Regions from separate parts of the Mus musculus genome. Here region 2 is linked to region 1. A link is a contact called in public promoter capture Hi-C data. All regions are on one chromosome and are shown on one strand. The core of a region is the stretch at or near the end of the contact, and the rest is flanking DNA. Distances in the headings are between cores, read along the strand shown. Region 1 overlaps Ttll8 (tubulin tyrosine ligase-like family, member 8). Region 2 overlaps Sbf1 (SET binding factor 1).

Region 1 (2,910 bases), core at 290-2,789:
AGTTCGAGGCCAGCCTGGTCTACAAAGTGAGTTCCAGGACAGCCAGGGCTACACAGAGAAACCCTGTCTCGAAAAAACAAAACAAAACAAACAAACAAACAAAACCAGAGAACTGTGTTTCTCAAAAAAGCATTGAAAAGAGGATGAAAAATAGAAGCTGTGAACTGAAGACAGATCCACTGTCCACAAGTCCAACTGAGGTCCAGGCTCAGAAGCTGCCGAGTCAGGGGAGAGAAATGGACCAAGTTAAATTCTGGGTTTGTAGAGTGCTTCTCTCTCTTACTTGAAGCCCCGAGTTCATCCTCTAGGACGTCGTAAACTAAACGTGGTGGCCCATGCCTGTAACCCCAAACGCTCTGGTTGAACGTGACTGTCAGCCCTACCCCATGTCCTTGCTGGTGACTTCAGACTTGTAGGCAAAGGCCTGACCTAGAAGCCCATCACAATCTCGGGGTGTAAGGGCAGGGATCGGTAGAGATGTCTGAACAGCTTTCAGATTTGAGGGTACACTCCTGGCACCTGGGAGAGAGACACCTACCACAGTATCTGCAAAGACATGGGGCCAGGAGGCAGTAGCAGGAGGATCAGAAGTTCAAGGTCATCTTCATGTGCATGGCAAGTTCAAAGCTATCCTGGGATCCACGAGACTCTGCCTCAAGAATAAACCCAGAATAGACTCTTTATTAAATACAAATCAGCTGTCCAGTCAGACTAGAAAAGCAACCATTGTTGGAGCTTTCCAGAAATGCAGGTTAAAGCCAGAATGAACCCTTGGTGATAACTCCTGTAATCCCGGGAGGACCTTGAACTCAAAGCCAGCTTGGGCTATATATGAGACTTTATCTCAAAAGCTGAAAAAGGAAAAAAAAAAGAAACAACAAAAATCACCCATGATGGGAGACCTCTCTGCACACCCAGATGGCTGAATTGAAGACTTGAGACACCAAGAATTGGCCCGAATCAACAGCTCTCATGCAGCTCTGGCAGGAGTGTTGAGCAACGGCGTTTTGGAAAAGCAAGAACAGCGTGCCCTATGACCCAGATCTTCTATCCCTGCAGAAATGACGCACCCAACCTCAGATAGACTCTGTAAGCGCAGATCTGACAAACCCCAGCTGTGTCAGAGCAAGGACTGCAAATGGCACAACCATGGTCAGCTCTCCCAGCTGTGAGGCTGAGAGACACTACATAGGAGAAAAAAGAGGAGAGAGGGGGTCGGGGAGAGGGTAATGTGTGTTCATGTCTCCATCCATGGCTGTAAGTTTCAAGAAAGGCAGAGCCTATCCTTGTGGCCAAAGAATGAAAACTAGCTATCATTGGCTGGAACATAACACTTGAGGACTTCCTGAGCAGCCCATTACTGTACCTTGAGCCGGCAATAATGACACAAGAGAACGCATGAGCAAAAATGCCCAAACTTCACTTTTTCTGTTTGAGCTTTCTAAACTAATCATTTTCTTAAATTGCTACAAAAGAGAACCGCGATACTTTACCACTAGGTGGCAGCATTGGGCTCCCGTGTTACCACACTGTATGATTTTGCCTGGTGAGCAGGCTCTGTGGTGCTTTGCTCTGACTGCCCACTTAGAAGTGCCACAATCTAAGGAGCGCCTTGGGGCCCGTTTGATTCTTCTGGAGACTTGCAGATTCCCACATGGACACTTGTGCGTCAGGACCTAGAAGGCCAAGAGGCTACTCTTCATGGGACCTGCAGGGTCCCTGTCCGTTCTCAGTTGAGCACGGATGTCTAGAATCTGAGCATCCATATTGGTTTGAAAACAGGCCAGGCTCCTCCCCTATTTCAGCAATCTCTTGACTTTTACAGCTTCCATCTTATCATTATGTGATGTGGATAACACGGTGTGGTGACAGCTGAGTCCAGTGCTGGCCCACCTTCAGGGGTGACTTCCAGAACCCAGGCTCTAGTGTTCTGGATCATGAGGCTTCTTTCCCACTGGGACAGCAAAATGCTTGTTTTTCTGGAGCACAGTAGTAAATGCTATCAGGCCTTGTTGATAATACCACCCATTACACTAGTCTGGCCCAGCTCTATGGACCAGACAGAAGGTATTGTGGGGACACTGCCGGTTGTCTATACCTGTTTGCACTGTGTACTAACTGTGGCAGGGCTACCCTATCATTATAGTTAACCAACACGTAACATCTGCAGAGGAAGCTCACATTCAGTAGACCAGGGAAGTGGGCTCTGCTTGGTATCTGGCCAGCGAGAGGCAAGCTCACTCCATCACATGCCAACCTGTTCCCTGCACCCGGGGAGTGGAAGCTGACCCCACTACAACTCTTGCTGTCTTGAAACTCTAACCCACCTAGCCAGAGATTGGCATTATTCACTTTCTCCTCAATGCTGCCTCTCCTTTTCCAGCAGGCAGGCAGAACATAAATGTCTCCTGTCCCCCAAACCCTTGCTTCCACCTCCAGGGCTGCAGCCAGAATTGTGGCTTAGCCGTCGCAGGGACTTGACACTAAACATTCTCCATTGTACCAGGTCTGCCCACATATGGAGAACCTGAGAGGTACTACAGGTACTGTGGTGGACGTCTCTCTCTCCCAGGTGCCATCAGTGTACCCTCAAATTCTGAAAGCTGCTCAAACATCTCTACTGATCCCTGCCCTAATTTCCTGAGATTATGATTGGTTTCTAAGTTAGGCCTTTTCCTACAAGTCTGAAGTCACCAACAAGGACATAAGGTCAGGCTGACAGTCATGCTCACAGGACAATAAGCTGACTGCTCCTGTGGACAGGTAGGCCCTCATTGCAGTTTGGCTTCCCTTAGAAGGACCTTTCTAACAACAACAGTGCAGGCAGTATCTTCGCACAGAGACCCACCCATCTCTGGTTTTTCTTTGGTACAGGATTGGTGTCCTTTTCCATGTAGACAATCCACATGT
Region 2 (2,910 bases), core at 206-2,705, 390 kb before region 1:
CTGTCCAGCATGTATGGTGAGGTATGTGGTAGGGCAGTCAGGGGAACTGCTATTCTGTCTGGGCCTTTCCACAGTGCACACTGTCCACAGCTGGTCCTGCAGGCATCAGAGCCTGGCACTAGTGATGAGGTGCCAGCAGATGACAGAATACATAATCTGTATTCTGCCACCCAGTCTGCGTGAGCCTGGCTGCTGGAGGTGCTTTGAGTTTAGGAATCCCAGTGTATCTTCCTAGGGTGGGCCTACCCAGCCTGTGGGTTCAAGAGTGGTTCAGGAACTTTCCTTTTTTGGGGGGGGGGGGATGAGACAGGGTTTCTCTGTGTAGCCCTGGCTGTCCTGGAACTCACTTTGTAGACCAGGCTGACCGCGAACTCAGAAATCCGCCTGCCTCTGTCTCCCATGTGCTGAGATTAAAGGCGTGCGCCACCACCGCCTGGCTGGTCAGGGACTTTCCATGTCTGCTTTAGTGGACCTCAGTGTCCATCCTCCATAAGCTGCCCAAAGAGCACTGCCTTGTAATATATGGCTGTGCTATCGGGATTCCTTCTAACAGGGTTGGGTAGGGAGGGAGGATGTGCCTGCTCTTGTCTACCCAGAGTTGACAGTACATCGATGGGTTAAGTACAGTCATTGCAGGTTACTCCTGTTGCCAAAAGTCTTCAGTGGGTGACAGACACAGAGGAACATGGCAAAATCCTTCATACAAATGCAAGCTAGCAGTTTGGGGTCTCAGAGGAGCCAGAGAGAGTTAACAAGGCTTCCTCATGGAAGGGCCTACTGTGCCGTAGGGCTCCGGAAGTTGTTCTGCACTTCTGACTGAAGAACCTGTTTGTTTGTGAGGTGTGAGTTGGGCAGGGTGTGGGGAAGATGGTCATATAGCTGACTACATGCATTCAACAAGCCCTAATTAGGCTGTAGTCTGTACCATGCACAGGAACGTGTTTCTGTTCAGGCTACTACAGGTGCCTGGAGAGGGGCTTATATGTGTTGTGGGAAGGGCCTCAGGGTCCTGCTATAGGACCCAGATTTAGGTAGAGAGTAGATAGCAAGCTTCTTAGAGGAGGCACTGGACTGAAACCTGAAATTCAAATCCTGGGCTGTCACAGGACAGGAAGGGCCTCAGGAGAGATGCCCACTGGGCTTCTGCCTTTATGAGGCAGTTGGGAGTCTCAGGAAAGGAGCTCTTTAGAGTGTAGAATCCTCAGAAGGCTTTCAAGCTAGTAGGAAATGGGAATTAACATTGCACAGGATGAGGGGTACTGGCAGTGGAAGGTGACCATCCTTTCTGTGCCAACTCCCCTGGGTAGAGAGGCTGCTAAAAACAACCCTCAGAAGGCTACTAGCCCTCCTGGCCTTGTGGGAAGGCTGCAGAGCAGAGGCTGCAGTCCCTGTCTGTGTACCCACCCCCCTTTCCTTCCTCCGCATGCTGCCTCGTGGCAAGAACTGGGTGAGCCCTGGGTGCCAGCCAGGGCTGGGCCCAGATGGTGGTTTAGGGCCGAGCACAAGGAGGCTCTTGCCGGAGTGGGTGGTGGGAGGAGCCACAACTGAGGGGGGGGTTAGTGTGTGTGTGTGTGTGTGTGTGTGTGTGTGTGTGTGTGTGTGTGTGTCTGTGTATCTCTGTGTGTTTTCATAGTACATGCACTGTCCAGGCCTGTTGAGGGTGGGACCTGAGGAACCCCATAGGGGTTTTATCTTGGTGGGACAGGTGTGTGGGTGTGTGTAGGTAGGCATGACACCAGCAGACACCTGTCCCTTCCTTGTCTGTTGCCTGTCGCCTGCAGGGTGTTGGTGGTAGGAGGAGGGGAGCAGGAAGCTGAGGTTTTTGTGAGTCATAATAGGCCCCTGCACCCCACCACCTCCTGCTTAGCAGCAACCTTCCTAGTGTTGACAGTCGTGGTGCTTGCTTCATGGTTCTGGAGGGATGCATGGTCTCCCATGGTTGCAGCTGAGTTCCTTTGCTTTTAGGGGACCTGGGAATTGTGTATTGTTGTGTTGAGCTTAGTGGTTCAGTATGACTGTGTTCAAGTAGACCAGGCTGGGTGGATGTGAGGCCGTAGCTCAGCAAGCAGGCCCATTGCACACGGAAGTTTTCTGGAACTTAGGCTGAGCAGGGGGATCCATGACAAGACCTTTTATGTAGGGTACCATCCCTTCACCGTCTGCTTCTGCTTCTTCCACTGGTGGGAGCATCTGTATTGAGGCTGGTCCATGGGAAGGATGGGAGAGTGCTGTGCCCTGAGGATCTTGAAGCTGTATGTGTGAGATGCAGAAGTGAGGAGGCCTGTTTTCCTTTGCATACCACAGTGGTTCTCAGCCTGTGGGCTGGGATCTCTTTGGGGTCAGATATCCTGTATATTAGATAATCACATTGCAGTTCATAACAGTAGCAAAATTACAGCTATGAAGTAGCAACAAAACAATTGTATGGTTGGAGGTCACCACAGCATGGGGAACATGAGGAATATTAAGATCGCAACATTAGGAAGGTTGAGAAGCCTACCAGACTCCATCTCATGTGTGTATGTGAGGCCAAGGAAGCCATCACACATCCTCGCCGCTGCCCTCACTTTGCCTCCTGATTTAATGGTGTAGATGAGCCCAGGCCAGGACCTTCACTCCACCTACATAGACTGTACTTAGAAGTACTTCCCTTGCTGGTACATACTGAGGGAGTCTGGGAGCTTCAGGGCTCAGAGGGGCAGCATATACTTGCTAAACTCTTTGTTTTTGGAGATTTGTGTTCTGGGAGGAACTGTCTCTGAGGTACTGTGGATAGGTAGCAATTTGGATCCATGGTTGGTGTTTCCACCCCCATCATAAGAGGCGCTAAGGCTTGAGTTCCACACATGGGCCCAGGGCAGACAGGTGACAGGGATCACCAACATAGCCAAATGTGCCCTGTATGTTTAG

The links. Capture Hi-C pulls out chosen DNA fragments and counts their contacts.
Region 2: a contact with region 1 is called in a promoter capture Hi-C map of adipose tissue. The contact joins two enhancer-like sites. A contact is called at or near these places in 8 of 39 promoter capture datasets (the C10 cell line, cranial neural crest, embryonic stem cells and 2 more), 2 of 115 datasets of contacts at active chromatin or transcription factors (bone marrow-derived macrophages and large pre-B cells) and 2 of 9 other capture datasets (adipose tissue and pancreatic islet).

The regions. Positions count from the first base shown.
Region 1 is chr15:88,920,265-88,923,174 of GRCm38.p6, reverse strand. All of the region lies in intron 8 of Ttll8 (tubulin tyrosine ligase-like family, member 8), which reads left to right. Among named protein-coding and RNA genes, the nearest start is that of Ttll8, 33 kb to the left of the region's middle. Within about 2 kb of position 1,539, at least 40 of the 459 cell types and tissues checked have an H3K27ac peak or open chromatin away from gene starts, as enhancers often do. A contact at or near this core is called in adipose tissue, where this site is marked.
Region 2 is chr15:89,308,951-89,311,860 of GRCm38.p6, reverse strand. The region is part of intron 1 of Sbf1 (SET binding factor 1); the gene reads left to right. Among named protein-coding and RNA genes, the nearest start is that of Mir6959, 4.7 kb to the right of the region's middle. Within about 2 kb of position 1,455, at least 162 of the 459 cell types and tissues checked have an H3K27ac peak or open chromatin away from gene starts, as enhancers often do. A contact at or near this core is called in adipose tissue, where this site is marked.